Linked DNA regions of Mus musculus: regions 1, 3, 4 and 5 are each linked to region 2. Evidence: chromatin contacts called from public HiChIP or PLAC-seq and promoter capture Hi-C data. All regions are on one chromosome and are shown on one strand. The core of a region is the stretch at or near the end of the contact, and the rest is flanking DNA. Distances in the headings are between cores, read along the strand shown.

Region 1 (2,700 bases), core at 194-2,693, 340 kb before region 2:
ACTGGTCTTAGAAGTAAAAGCGTACTTTTAAAAATAATTTTAGGAACAGAAAAATCCACTTCCACAGATGTGCAGAACGTGGTATTTATGTGTGGAAAGTGCTACTCTTCCTGCAGGCTCCCATGCAACACCTTTCATCTCAAAACTTCCTATTTACCATCCTGATCCCAGGTTATTGGCCTCACCACGGGGAATTATGAAAATCTTACCTATTCCATTCCAACATTAGTATCTTTATATTTGCTAAGTTACTACTTCAAATTTTTCTCAAGCAGGCTTGCTGGTACTAATCTGATAATCAAATAGTACATAACTTCCAGGCTTGGTGGTGCACACACCACACGGAATCCCAGCAGTTGGGAGGTTAAAGTAGGGGGAATCACTGCCAAGTTTTAGGCCACCCTGTGCTACGAGAGAGTTCAGAGGCAACTTGGTATAGATAATGAACCTGTCTAAAAAAAAAATTACACATACGTGATCGCACAGCATACCTCAACCATTTAAATATTAACGGTACTACAAGCCAGGTGGTGGAGGCACATGCCTTTAAATCACAGCGGGGGGGCGGGGGGCGGGGGGGCGAGGGGGCGGGGGGGGGCGGGGGGAGAGGGCAGAGGGCAGGGGGCAGGGGGCAGAGGGCAGAGGGCAGAGACAGGTGAATCTCTGAGTTTGAGACCAGCCTGGTCTGCAAAGCGATTTCCAGGACAGCCTGTCTCGGGGGAAAAAAATCCCCCCCCAAAAAAATACACACACAAAATTATGAGAAATTACAGAAGAACACACACGTGTGCTTAGTGATAACCTTTCAAACATCCTTCAGAAAAATCAACCTACTGCTTCACATGTCATTCACGAGGACAGAACATGATAGAATTCCAGGCAAAATCACTCACAATCACGTTCACAAATCACTTTCAATTCTCCAATCTCCTACAGGAGTCATACCCAATCTAAAAATAGACGCAGGCCGCTATAACCCTAAGCAAAATCCCGCCATCCAGCTTTCACATCCAAGAAGATCGCGATCACTTTATGGCTCTCCCTCCCGCCCCCAAATAATCAGGATGAGCTGAGGGAGCCAAACCACAACATGCTCCCCACATCCTCACACGCAACGCTCGTGATGCCCAGGGACCTGTTCCCAGCGACAGAGTGTCCTCGAGTTTAACACGAAAACTACCCCTTCGGGTCACCGGCAGTCATCCTCGGTGTCACGCCCACGGGCCACACCCGAGGCCCTGTGCAGCCGTTGAGTGTCCCGGTCCCGCTTCCTTAACCTTCTTCCTCCCCAAAATTACCAGGCCTGGCTCGGCCTCTCGGTTTCCTCCCCGGTCTTCCCATCTGGATTCGATCTCTCGGTCGCCCTCCAGATCCGGAGCATCCACTGCGGTCCTCAGCCTCTCCCAACGTCTCGAACCGCCCCGCCTCCGCTCAGCCGTCTACGCCTGCGCACTCACGCCGGGGGCTCGCTCTCCCAGGAGCCTCCGGGGCGGCCCGTTAGTTGCCGCGCGCGCCTCTCCCTCGCCCCGCGCTTGCACCAGCGTCCCCTTGGCTGGGGCGGGTGGGAGTCAGCTGCCTGCTACGGTCTGTGGCCGCGCGCGGGAGTGCATGGCTGCGTCAGTGTGGGGTGTGCCCACAGGGGAGCTCTGAGACTGATTCTGATTAGGTTTGGGTGATTGAACGCGGACCGAGCGGTTTGCGATCCCATACTGTGACCAATTGATCTTGTGACAGCACTGTGCTTTGATCCTATTGGGACCGACGCAGCCCCCACCCCCTTTGACTTCTGAGTTTGGTAGAATTTCATTTTGACCACCCTAGGCTGAGAATTATGTCTTGTAACTGTCGAAAAGCGCGAGGGGTGGCCTCTGTTGCATTCTTGTTCAGTCTGTACGCAATGTCTTTCCCAAGGGTAATTCAGAGAACGCATAAGGTTTCTCTTCCTCCGACAGGGAGGTGAGGGTAAAGGGATGGCAATGAAAAGTTCCATGATTTCTTGGAATGTGTGCTGAGGTTTCTGTCACTGCCTCTGTCGCCTCACCGGTGACATTGCCAGACTACACAGCGTGGAGTGACTTGGCTATTAAGGAGAAAGTTGGTATTTGAAACCTAGAACGACGATTCAGGTTTAAAAACCACACAGCCTTGTATGGAGATCTCACAATGGGAGTCGTCGTCGTCGTCCCCCCCCCCCCCAGATTGAAGTGCAAGCGAAGATAGGATATTGAAGTTCTAAGGATAGGATTCCAAAGATTGTTTTAGAAGTTATGTGTCATTAATAATTTTCCAAGGATTTATATCCAATATGATGCATTAATCAGTTATTCCATAGACGAAGCCACACCGATTGATTCTATTTTGGACCAAATACTGTTCCATCTGAAAGTGCTACTTAATCTCAATTGTATGATTTTCTTGTGAAGGAAAACCCTACTATCAAAAAGGTTATTGTATTGATGAAATGCGATTTTTAAAATGTACTAGACTTTGTAGCTGATTCGCTCTGTTCTTAGTGCAGGACTCTGTCAATTTTTCAACCCATTTCCTCACGTTGTTCAAAATAGATTTCTTTCCCAATACTTTAGGAAAAAAAAAATTGCTAAGGCTGGCCAGTGGTGGCACATGCCTTTAATCCCAACACTTGGGAGGCAGAGGCAGGTGGATTTCTGAGTTCGAGGCCAGCCTGGTCTACAGAGTGAG
Region 2 (2,788 bases), core at 243-2,742:
AAAAACAAAACAAAAAACCCGAAAAGTGTAGGGGCTTGAGGAAATGCCTCAGTGGTCCCTCCAGCCACCACCTCAATCATTTAAATACATGCTCGTCCTTGACCAATCACACATCAGACTTTAGCAGACATATTTCCGTATTAGAGAATCCTAAGAAAAACAGGACATCTAAATGTATAGCACGTGGGTGCTACATAACCATAGAACCGCAGGCGCTGCGCACTCAAAGAGGAATCCTGATTAAGTCTCTGCCCACTGAAAATGCAGGGAAATTCTCAGACCCAAAGCAATGAATAGTTCGCTTTTTTTTTTTTTTAAAGACAGGGTCTCAATGTAACCCAGGCTGGCCTTGAACACTTGGTCCTAGTGGAGTGGCAGTGACACCACTCACAGTTGAATAAAACATTTTCACAAACGTCTTTCAAAGGGAAGGAAATTAAAAAAATCCATACTCAAAACAACAACAACAACAACAGCAAAAACAAACAAACAAAAAACCAAAAACGAAAAACAAAAACTCAAGCATTTCACAGGAACACAGAAGTTCTAGAAACTCACACATAATCTCTGTTTTAAACAGAAGTAGTAGCTGCTGGCTTCTAGGGTCTCTTCTGAAGACTGGCAGACACTCCAGGCCTTGTTTCTTTTCTTTTCTCTTCTTTCCTTCTTCTTCTCTTTTCTTTTTCTCTCTTGCAACCCAACGTTAGGCAGTAGAGAATGACCTTGAGCGCCTACTCCCCCTGCCTCCACCTCCCAAATCCCGAGAAGTCAGGTGTATGCCACCACGTCCTCTGGCCTCACCCCTACGCTTTTCTGAAATTGATCAGAATCCCCTTCCAAGCTTCAGGGCTCCAGGCTGACCCCATCCGTATGATCCCAGCAAGCGAGATAGACTACAGCAGCCCACAGTCACCCGTGCCCGAGTTTGCTGCTTCGGCCACTCTGCTTCACCAGTTACCAGTCCGGGGCTGCCCAGCCTTAGGTCCGAGGTGTCCCCCGGTTCTCTGCTCCCCAGGCCCGCCGGGAATCTAAGGTTCTGCACAGGGTATCTCCACCGTGCAAGTCGCGGCCCCCGCCTTCCCTCTCGGTCCTTGTCCACAGCCAGGCCGGGGTTTAGGTGCAGCGCGTCAGCACGGCAGCTGTACCCACGAACGGGCCACCTGAGTCCCAGGGGTCCTCAGAGCGGGTCCCCGGAGAAGAGCGTAGGCCGCACGAGACCGGGGACCACCCAGCTGACGGGTATCCCGGGAGGGTGGGTTGCCAGCGCGGTCAGCGCTGCAGCGGCGGCACCAAAGTGCTACGGACGGGACCGTGGTACTGAAGGCTCTGGGACATCAGATCTCAAGCCTGAGAGTCCGACTGCCACTAGCTTCTTTGACTAGGTTCTGGGCTTCCAGCCCCGCGGAGGCTGCGAGCCAGGCCCCTAGCTCTTGGTCAGGGGAAGGGGGTTGGAGGTGGGGCTGTGTGTGTCTCTTTCTCGCTGCTTCAATGCGCATGCGCACAAGGGAGCCGCAGGGAGGCGGGGAGCCTTCGGTAGCATCTTGTGCAGGCCTGGACAGAGGGAGTTTGGTTCCAGGATCCAGGATTGGGCAGAAATGGCCAAGTCTTTAGGCCTACAGCAGTAGCTCTGGCGTTGAACAAACTAACCCCCAGATGCTTTGAGGTCCAGCGTGGAGCGTTGGCTGAACCACTTATACTAGTTTGGGCATCTATTGTTTGTTTTTAAAGCTGTGGTCTCTCTAAATGACCCTGGTTTTCTCTGTGGACACCAGGCTGACTTTGAAATTGAAGTGATTCTCCAGTAAGCTTCCTGAATGTGGACATTAACGGCACACACCACCACACCCCCGCCCTCTACCTGAGTTTTTTCTTTTTCTTTTCTTTTTTTTTTTAACCAGTTTTTCTTTCTTCTTAAATCTCTATTTGAGACAAACTCTCTCTATGCAGCCCTTGCTAGCCTGGAATCTGTGTAGACCAGGCTAGCCTGGAACTCTGAGATCCACCTGCCTTTGTTTCCGTGGTGCTGGAATTAAAGGTGTGCACCACCACTTCGGACGTGGTTTTCTTTTAACAAAGCAGGCTTGAGTTTTTGTTGTGGCTGTTGTTTTGTGGGTTTTTTGTTTGTTTGTTTGTTTTGTTTTGTTGTTGGTTTTTTTTTTTTGTTTTTTCGAGACAGGGTTTCTCTGTATAGTCCTGGCTGTCCTGGAACTCTGTAGACCAGGCTGACCTCAAACTCAGAAATCCACCTGCCTCTGCCTCCCAAGTGCTGGGATTAAAGGCATGCGCTACCACCACCCGGCTTTTTATTTTATTTTATTATTTTAGGCTTGGGGTTTTAGGCTTTAGCATGAGGAGAGGGGCTCCGAATGACGGCACCTGAAATCGCAGTATGGGCTTCTCTGAAAGAATAATCGATTGGGTTTTCATGTTATTCTTATGTTCTTGTGGTGGTTTGAATAGGTATGGCCCCATAGATTCATGCATTTGTATGCTTGCCCATGCCAAGTAGTGATTTTATGTGTGGCCTTATTGGAGGAAGTGTATCATCACCGTAGAGGCGGGGCTTTGAGGTCACATATGCCCAAGGTACACCACATCTGCCTGCAAGCCTCCACCTTTCCCGCAGGACGATGGTGGACTGAACCTCTGCAAGCCAGCCCCTATTAAATGTTTTCCTTTATAAAAGTTGCCCTGGTCATGGTGTCCCTTCACGGCAATAAAACCCTAAGAGAGTTATGTTAGAAAGAGCTTTCCTTTAGCCCGTTTAATTTAGTCTCAACAGCACATA
Region 3 (2,700 bases), core at 102-2,601, 480 kb after region 2:
CCAGCACCCTCCCGCGGCTGCCCGTTCCCACTGCTCCGCAAAGGGCAAGCCGGCCAGGTCCACCTTCACCTCCCCCATCTTCTCCCACCCCTCTGGATCCGGGGGCGGGGCAGGGTGCTGGCAGGGAAGCAGCTACCTAAAACTTGATTATGTCTCGGGTTAAGAAGTGTTCACAGACAATATAAAAACAAACCAAAACATACCGGGACCCATCCACACATGAACGTAGCCAAACACCCAATACAAACAAATCGCACATGGCCACACGGGATTCACACACAAAGAGAAACGTATCCCAATCTTCACAAAGGAGTAGCAAACAAATTCTCTCTGTCACACAGACACACATCTCTTGCAGAACACAAATAATCCAAATCAAAAAAAGCCATAGAACTACCTATGAATGTCATGTATCCAGAGACCCAGATGGTTCCAGAGACAGCTTATCCACAAAGACCCACAACATGGAAACACACCACACAACACTCATCCCAACAGTCACACAATGTCAAAAGATAGGGACCCTATAAACATTTACATATGCGCTTACATATCCATCCAAAGACACTCCAGCCAAACACACAATACAAAGACATCACTGAGATTTTCAAGGGTACACATACACAGAAACCCCAAATTTAAAATGCATCCCCAAATACACAGGTACACGCCTTGGAAACAGAGGGGCAGTCAGGTCTGCTCATGTTCACACAAAAATTTAGACCTATCCTCACACGTCCATATCCAAAGACACAGAACATAAATGGTGCAGATTCGCCAGACATGTGCACACACTTCGAGACCCAAATACTCAGATAGGTAGTGCAGAATAAAAGAAACCCTATACATACCCACACATTCAGCTACAAAGCAAAAAGCAATGTATAAGTCGCTCAACACACTCCACACCCCAAGACAAAGGTAGCGTGGATTCGAGTGTACCCAGGCCCCAGCTTCCCTAGACCATGTACCCTCTCTCAAACCCTGGCATCCCTGGGAGGGGACATGACCCCTTTCCCCTAAAAATCCTTGGAGACCCCTCCCCCACGCCCTCTCCCAGTCCTGGAGCAACGCGTCGGACATCATTCTTGCTAAACACCCTCAGTCACATACACTCGCACCCCCGCACGCGGTGACAGCCCCCTGACACCCCACCAGCCCCACCCCCAGCGGCCACACACATACACACGCGCGCGCGCGGCCGCACAGACCCGCCCGCGCCGACTCCCCCGCCTCGCGCCCACCCGCACCACCTCAGGGGGCTGGGGATGACCGTGGCCATCTTGCTCCCCGGGTCCTGCCCCCAGCAGGTCCCTGCCGGGTCGGTCCTCCCAGCGGTCGGGCGGGCGCTGAGGCCGCCCATCCATTCATTCCCAGGGGGCGGGAGCACGAGGATCTCAGCCAATCAGGATGGCAGGGCGGGCCGCCCAGGCCATGCCGGGAGTGGTAGTCCCTAGCGGGTCCTCCGACCCAGGGGGTGGGGTGGGGGAGGGATGGAGGATCTCGCAGTCGTTCACACACGCTCACTCACACGCACTTCCAGCCCCACGTGCACAGACGCATGCACGCACACACGCGCACATGGCAGCTTACACATAGTCACACTACACTCGCAGACTTCCATTCACCCCACCTTCACGCACAACCGGCCACAGGCGCGCGGGGACCTCGCAGGTGCCCACCCAGCTGTGTCACCAGCACGCCAAACGCCACCTAGCACTCCAAGCTGTAGAGAACCCATCGTGACTGAGAGATGACTCTCGCGGCCACCCCAGTCCACTCCTACGAAGGACTACAGAACTGCCTTCCTTCTTCCTGGCCTCAAATCCTCGCTTGTGGGACTTGGTGCGCATGACTTAAGCTAAGCGTTCTGGGCCTGTCTCAACGGACTGAAGATTACAATAGCAACAGGGTAAGTGACTGTTTTAGGGACAGCATCTTGCTGTTCAGCCCAAACTGGCCATTTTTCCTGTCTCTCCAAGTGCTGAAATTAGTGTGTGACGCCATACCAGGCAAGTGCTGGAATTAGTACCTGGCAGATACCTATAAATTCATTTATTCCACCGAGAAGATATCTACAAAGAGGATCTGATATGTACCAAGGCATAAAGTGGTTGCACTGTTATTAGGAAGAATAAATAGCCTGCCTTAGCAGGTGTTCAACAAATATTTGTTGAGTGAATACTTAACACTCACTATGTGCTTAACACAGCTCTCTCCAGGTTAAACCGGACTATCCTCATTTTCTAGAGAAGGGCTTTGAGATCCTGGGAGGAAACCTTACCTGTTCTCAGCCCCTGGCTGCTGTCTGGATATAGAATTCGTGTGCCTGCACACGTCCCTACAGGATCCTCCTTGCCTCCTTTTCTCTCCCACACTCTACCCTAAGAGATCCCCAGAGAATGAGCTGACCTACTGAATATCACACACACACACACACACACACACACACACACACACGACTCACACTCAGCCCCACCTCTGGGGAATAACTTAGCATTCTGATTAGAGTGGCAGCATAAATTAGCATATCAAGTGTTAATACAAAAAAAATTCTTGTCCAGCAGGGGGCGGTCCACCCATCATAAGTCTCAAGGTTTCCCGCACTTCACACACACAATACACCTCTAGACTGCTATAGCTCCCTTCCACAAATGTCCCCATCCACCCACCCACCCACCCATCTCAGGCGTCCCCCGG
Region 4 (2,700 bases), core at 192-2,691, 490 kb after region 2:
CTAAGTGTGCTGGGCCCGAGACTGAGGGGCCTACTTGCCTTGAGAGAGTGTAGCCAGTGTGGCTGCCTCTCTAGTGTGGCTGTCCCAGGTCAGACATGGCAAGCTGTAGGGACTATCTTTATTTATCTTTTTTTTTCTTTTTCTTTTTTTTAAGATAGGGTCTTTCTGTGTATCCCTGGATGACTTGGAACCCACTCTGTAGAACTGGCTGGCCTCGAACTCACAGAGATCTCTCTGCCTCTGCCTCCTCAATGCTGAGTCTAAAAGGTGTGAGGTGCACCATGCCAGGTTTGTTTTAGACTTTTCAGACAGGGTCTCCTTATCCAAGGTCGTCCTTGAACCCCTAACCCTCCAGCCTTCACCTCTCAAGTGCTGAGGTCACAAGCGTTAGCGGCCCTGCCTACCTTGGTTTCTAGTGTTCTGTGTTCCTGGGACACTTTTACCAGTTCCGTGTGTAATTTCCACAGACGTGTGTGTGTGTGTGTGTGTGTGTGTGCATGCGTGCGTGCGCGCGTGCACATGCACACAGAACTTTAACATCTGCCACTCTGTTTGTAGACAGCCATACTTTTCTTTTTTGGCAGCAGATAATGGCCCATGTAACTTGAGTCACTCTGTGTCCCTGGATAGCTATTGGAGCTTGGAGCACCCCAGCTGGAACTGATGTGTATCTGTGCCCAGCTGTATCTCTTCACTTGGCGCCCAGGGGGGTTGTGTTGTGCGTGCATGTCAGTATTCCATGGCAGGCCATGTTGTCCCTTAACTTAATCCACTTGTGTTCCTGTGAGTTTGTGTGTGGCTCACTTTGGTGCTATGTCTGAGTGGCTGTGACTTCCGTCATCTGTGAAAATTGTTGTTTCCTCTGCTGAGAGTCTCTGCTGTCCTATCTCCCTTGTCACCCATGTCTATGTTTGGCTTAAGGACATCCCCTGTCCCTATCCGTTCTCTCAATATGTTGGCTCTGCCCGCCACCCCCCATCTCATCCCCAGCCCTTCCCAGTTGTCTGGGTTGATTGGACGCACACATGTCTGGGGATCCTGGGTGCATGTCTGAGTGTCCGCGAGCTGGATGCCTCTAAGCACCGAGACCAGCGCCTCGGGCCATGAATCCTAGCAAAGGCCGCAGTCGGTGCACCAGCGAGCAAGTACTAGGGTCACCGAGGTCGCAGGGTTGCAGGGTCTTAGGCTACCTCCGTCCCTCAGCCCCGGCCCCTCTGAGTCTCACCCTGCCGCGGTACAGCTCCTCCAAGCATCCGTCGATCCACTTCTCCACGTCCAGCCGTCGCTGCAGCTCCCGTCGGTCGTACTTGACCGTGACTCGCGCGTGCCGCTTCTGCAGCCCGCTGGGGCTGCCCCCCGGGCCGCGGGCCCGCGACGGGGACTGCAGCTTGCTCAGCACGCGCTTGCCCAGCCGCTGCGCAGCCATCGTACCGTCACCCGCTGCCCCTACTTTGCGCCCTGCCTCGCGCTCCGGGATCTTAATGGCCGGGGCGGGGCCACCGGGGGCGGGGGCTCGTGCTCTGGGACCCGCCCCTCCCCGATCGCCGGGCCTCAGTTTCCCTTCCTGCAGAGGCAAGCTGGCTAATGTGCAGCCTTCAAGCCCGGGGTCCTGCGGGGGTTCAGATGGGTGGGGGCGGGGTGCCCATCTTAGAGTGCCCCAGGGCAGGCATCTCCGGGCGGGGTCCCAGGACACGCTCTAGGGTCCGTCCTGTGCTCCCTCTGGCGGCAGCGAAGGGTGTTGCAAGGGCGCCAGGCCTAGCTGTACGGGAGGGGGATCCCACTGAAGTTTCTCTTTTTAAGAGGGACCTATTAGTCTGGCCTTAAACTCCTAAACCTCCTGTCTCCACCTTCTAAGTGATGCGATTCCAGACCTGAGCCACCACACTCAACTTTTTCTTTCTCACCCCTGCTCCCAGAAGGTGATCGGAAACGGACCCCAGGAGTGTTAAGCCAGTGCTTGAATCATCTTTTAGTTTACCCCGCTCATTCACGCACTTTTCCATCCACTTATTTCCATTTATTCACTTGTTCCTGTTGCGATCATAAAAAGAGATAAAGCTGTACAAGAACATGTTCTGGGGGGTGTGAGGAAGGGGATGTCTCGGCGGGCCCATGCCAAGGCATCCCTTCCCCCTGAGAGACCAGCCACACTGACGGTATACCATGGAATAGAGTTTATTCAGGGCATGGGGAAGAGAGTTAAGAGGCAGAGAAAGGCAGAGAGAAGGAGAGAGTAGAGAAGTAGAGGCCGGCCATGGCCACGTGGAGAGAGGGGGTAAAGGAATGGGGAGAGAGGGGGAACAAGGAGGCAAGAGGGAAGAGAGGCAAGAGTAGGAGAGAAAGAAAGGGAGGAGGGGCCAAGCAGCCCCTTTTATAATGGGCCAGGTCTACCTGGCTGTTGCCAGGTAACTATGGGGAGGAGCATACCTGGCTGCTGCCAGGTAACTGTGGGGGTGGAGTCCAGACAGAATACCAACACTCCCAGTACACATTGTTTACTGAGTGTGTCAACAGCATGTGACTTGGGTGCTTAGGAGGCGGAGGCGGGAGATTCAGGAATTCAAGGTGAGGGTAGGCTACAGAGTGAGCTTCAGAGTCCAGGACAAGCTGAGCTGTGGACCCTGCCCAGATAGATAGATAATGATAGATAGATAGATAGACAGACAGACAACAGCCTGGGTGAGCGAGATGGCTCCCTTG
Region 5 (2,700 bases), core at 29-2,528, 290 kb before region 2:
GTGTTTTCTCATGGAAGATTTAAACATAAATAAGACAACAACACCTTTTGACCTTATTTTCCCCAAGAGTAATCATAATCAGTAGTTTATTTCATGAGATGGCAAGTTCTGCCTGAGATCAGTTTTTTTTTTTTTTTAAGAATTATTTATTTATCTATTTATTTTAAAGATTTATTTATTTTTATTGTATATAAGTACACTGAGCTGTCTTCAGACACTCCAGAAGAGGGAGTCGATCATTACAGATGGTTGTGAGCCACCATGTGGTTGCTGGGATTTGAACTTCGGACCTTCGGAAGAGCAGTCGGGTGCTCTTACCCACTGAGCCATCTCACCAGCCCCCGAGTTTTTTTTTTTTTTTTTTTTAATTAATCATGTTTATGTGCTATATAGCATGTTCCATGTGGGAGTGATTCTACCACCTGACTCATTGTTTTATCAGGGTAGGGCTGTGCCTTCGTTAGTCACTGCTTAGTATTCATTGTTATCCCTATTTACTGAAAGGCTTAACTTTCCACAAGCTGTAGCATTAGAGAATATAATTATAGATGATCAATTAATCAGAAATTTAACCATCACGTTTACTTTATATACTTGAGACCAGGTCTTATATAGCCCTGGCTGGCTTGGAACTCACTATGTAACTCAGGCTGGCCTCAAACTTTTGAGTGATTCTTCTGCCTTCAAAGTGATAAGAATATAGGCACATACCAGCTCAACCATTTTATTATTTATTTTCTGGCAATTTAAAAATATAGGAACGAAAGGTATTTAAGTTGATGATCCAGCACTTTAATCCCAGCATTTGGAAGGCAGAGGCAGGAGGATTTCTGAGTTCAAGGCCAGCCTCGTCTACTGAGTGAGTTCCAGGACAACCAGGACTACACAGAGAAACCCTGTCTCTCCAAAAAAAAAAAAAAAATCCTGGTTAAGAAAGAAGAAAATCTTAAGAACCTGGGTAAAAGCAAACTACATGATAGGAATGTCCTTTAAAATCTTATTCTAAGACGTAGTCATTTGCAGTCACCTCCACAACAAACATGACTATATCAAATGCACAAATCTCCAAACGAAAATCCGATTTTCCTCAAATACTTAATCAGAGTTGAGGTTCTGCTCCTCTCCCTGTCCTGGTCCCAAACGGAGCACACAGTGAGTGTGGCGCATGCGCACGCGGTGCGTGCGGCTGTCCCTCCCAGCAGTCCCCGCGCAACGCCCTGTAGGCTCTCGGGGGTCTGGAGATGCAGCCACTGTCACCTCAGCGCGTGGGGCGGGGCAACTGAGCCGAGCCTGGGTCCCAGTTCCGTGAACTTAGTGAAGGTGCTGCAGGGAGCAGGGGGTAAGGGCGGGGACAGGGAGGCCCCGCGCCCCTCATACTGGGTCCGCGCCTCGGCTTGCTGCGTGGGGACCACAGTGGCGAGCTGTGCCTGCTGGGCGTGGCAGGGCGTCGGGGTGGCAGCCACCGCGACTGAGTGCGGCCCGGAAGCCACGGCGTGATGGCATTTGTGCGAGTGAATGGGGTGCAGAGCGGTTGTGTGAGCGAGGTTGCCGAGGTCCTGGTGTGTGTGATTCTGGCCCCAGGCTCGGCTGCGGTGTAGCCACATCAGTCCCAAAGAGGAATGGTTCCCCAGCCATTCACCTGAGCAACACACAAGACTCCCAGTAAACAAAGCAAAGAGCTCCGGGTCTTGAGAGGGGTCTGAAAGATGGTCCCCGATCCCCAACACACACACCCTTGGCTGGTTCCCTGGGGTTACCCCCAACACGCCACACGTGCTCAGATACAGTCACTCGCTGGACAGGCTGTGTGCGATCCACCTAGGGAGCTATTGTAAACTTCCTGGCCATCTGCCGCCCTGGCCTTTCTTAGGTACCAGGGCAGGACAGCTGAACTCGCTCCCGGGTGTGAGTGATGGGTGGTGGTGACCGATTGGTTGTGTCTTGTGCTTTGATTTAACTAGGCTGGACAAGGCTCCGAGAAAAGTTTGGACGTTAACATTCGCTCCTACTCCAGCCTGCCTTTAAGTGCTCACAGGAAGGGGAGGGATAAATCGCTGTTGCCTGTTTAAAAGGTAAGGTCAGGGGGGGTCAATCTTACCTCTTGGATCTGTGAAAGGCACTTTAATTTTTTAGTGGATCAGAACATTTGTTATTTTTAAATGTCTGGTTCTTAGAAACAGAGCCTGACTCCTTACACCACCCAGTGCCTGTACGTACATACGTATCCGCTTTTCAGTGTTTTTTTTTTTGGGGGGGGGGGACAGGACGACAACCCTCCCTCCAAGGAGATCGGGCTTTATTTTTATAGCTGGGTTTTATTTTTAATACTATGCTGTAGAGCTCTTAGAACAGTTGCTGATATTCATAAATACCAAATGCTTAGTAAACAGCAGCTGTTTGTTAATGTGGTGATTAGGGGTGATTCCAACACCAAGGGAGTGGTGTGTATGGGTATCTACTTAATTGTGATGTACATTTATTTTTAAGATTTATTTTTGTAAAAAAAAAAAGGGGGGGGCTGGAAAGATGGCTCAGCGGTTAAGAACACTCTTCCAGAGGTCCTGAGTTCAATTCCCAGCCACCACATGGTGGCTCACAACCATCTGTAATGGGATCTAATGCCTTCTTCTGGTGTGTCTGAAGACAGCTATAGTGCACTCACATACATAAAAAAGTCTTTAAAAAAAATCCGTTTATCCT

The links. HiChIP or PLAC-seq counts read pairs in DNA pulled down with a chosen protein or histone mark. Capture Hi-C pulls out chosen DNA fragments and counts their contacts.
Region 1: an H3K4me3 HiChIP or PLAC-seq map of bone marrow-derived macrophages shows a contact between it and region 2, with 2.9 times the contacts expected there. The contact joins the promoter of Zfp382 here to the promoter of Zfp30 in region 2. A contact is called at or near these places in 2 of 39 promoter capture datasets (the C10 cell line and liver) and 1 of 115 datasets of contacts at active chromatin or transcription factors (bone marrow-derived macrophages).
Region 3: a contact with region 2 is called in an HNF4G HiChIP or PLAC-seq map of pancreatic cancer cells. The contact joins the promoter of Dpf1 here to the promoter of Zfp30 in region 2. A contact is called at or near these places in 3 of 39 promoter capture datasets (embryonic stem cells and trophoblast stem cells), 3 of 115 datasets of contacts at active chromatin or transcription factors (embryonic stem cells and pancreatic cancer cells) and 1 of 9 other capture datasets (adipose tissue).
Region 4: a contact with region 2 is called in a FOXA1 HiChIP or PLAC-seq map of pancreatic cancer cells. The contact joins the promoter of Ppp1r14a here to the promoter of Zfp30 in region 2. A contact is called at or near these places in 2 of 39 promoter capture datasets (embryonic stem cells and trophoblast stem cells), 1 of 115 datasets of contacts at active chromatin or transcription factors (pancreatic cancer cells) and 2 of 9 other capture datasets (adipose tissue and pancreatic islet).
Region 5: a promoter capture Hi-C map of pancreatic islet shows a contact between it and region 2. The contact joins the promoter of Zfp82 here to the promoter of Zfp30 in region 2. A contact is called at or near these places in 2 of 484 Hi-C or Micro-C datasets (CD4 T cells and cardiomyocytes), 7 of 115 datasets of contacts at active chromatin or transcription factors (the 230-238 cell line, bone marrow-derived macrophages, embryonic stem cells and 2 more) and 3 of 9 other capture datasets (adipose tissue, liver and pancreatic islet).

The regions. Positions count from the first base shown.
Region 1 is chr7:30,120,675-30,123,374 of GRCm38.p6, reverse strand. Zfp382 (zinc finger protein 382) reads right to left here and starts at 1,443. Exons shown (of 5, transcript NM_001081007.2): 1 at 1,299-1,443. The coding sequence starts at 1,341.
Region 2 is chr7:29,782,672-29,785,459 of GRCm38.p6, reverse strand. It overlaps Zfp30 (zinc finger protein 30), which reads right to left and starts at 1,492. Exons shown (of 5, transcript NM_001360208.1): 1 at 559-1,492.
Region 3 is chr7:29,306,652-29,309,351 of GRCm38.p6, reverse strand. Dpf1 (D4, zinc and double PHD fingers family 1) reads right to left here and starts at 1,351. Exons shown (of 12, transcript NM_001368371.1): 1 at 1,254-1,351. The coding sequence starts at 1,282.
Region 4 is chr7:29,288,061-29,290,760 of GRCm38.p6, reverse strand. Ppp1r14a (protein phosphatase 1, regulatory inhibitor subunit 14A) reads right to left here and starts at 1,441. Exons shown (of 4, transcript NM_026731.3): 1 at 1,226-1,441. The coding sequence starts at 1,426. Gm45977 (a long non-coding RNA gene) reads left to right here and starts at 2,462. Exons shown (of 4, transcript XR_003946629.1): 1 at 2,462-2,565.
Region 5 is chr7:30,071,401-30,074,100 of GRCm38.p6, reverse strand. Zfp82 (zinc finger protein 82) reads left to right here and starts at 1,278. Exons shown (of 7, transcript NM_177889.5): 1 at 1,278-1,320; 2 at 1,962-2,072.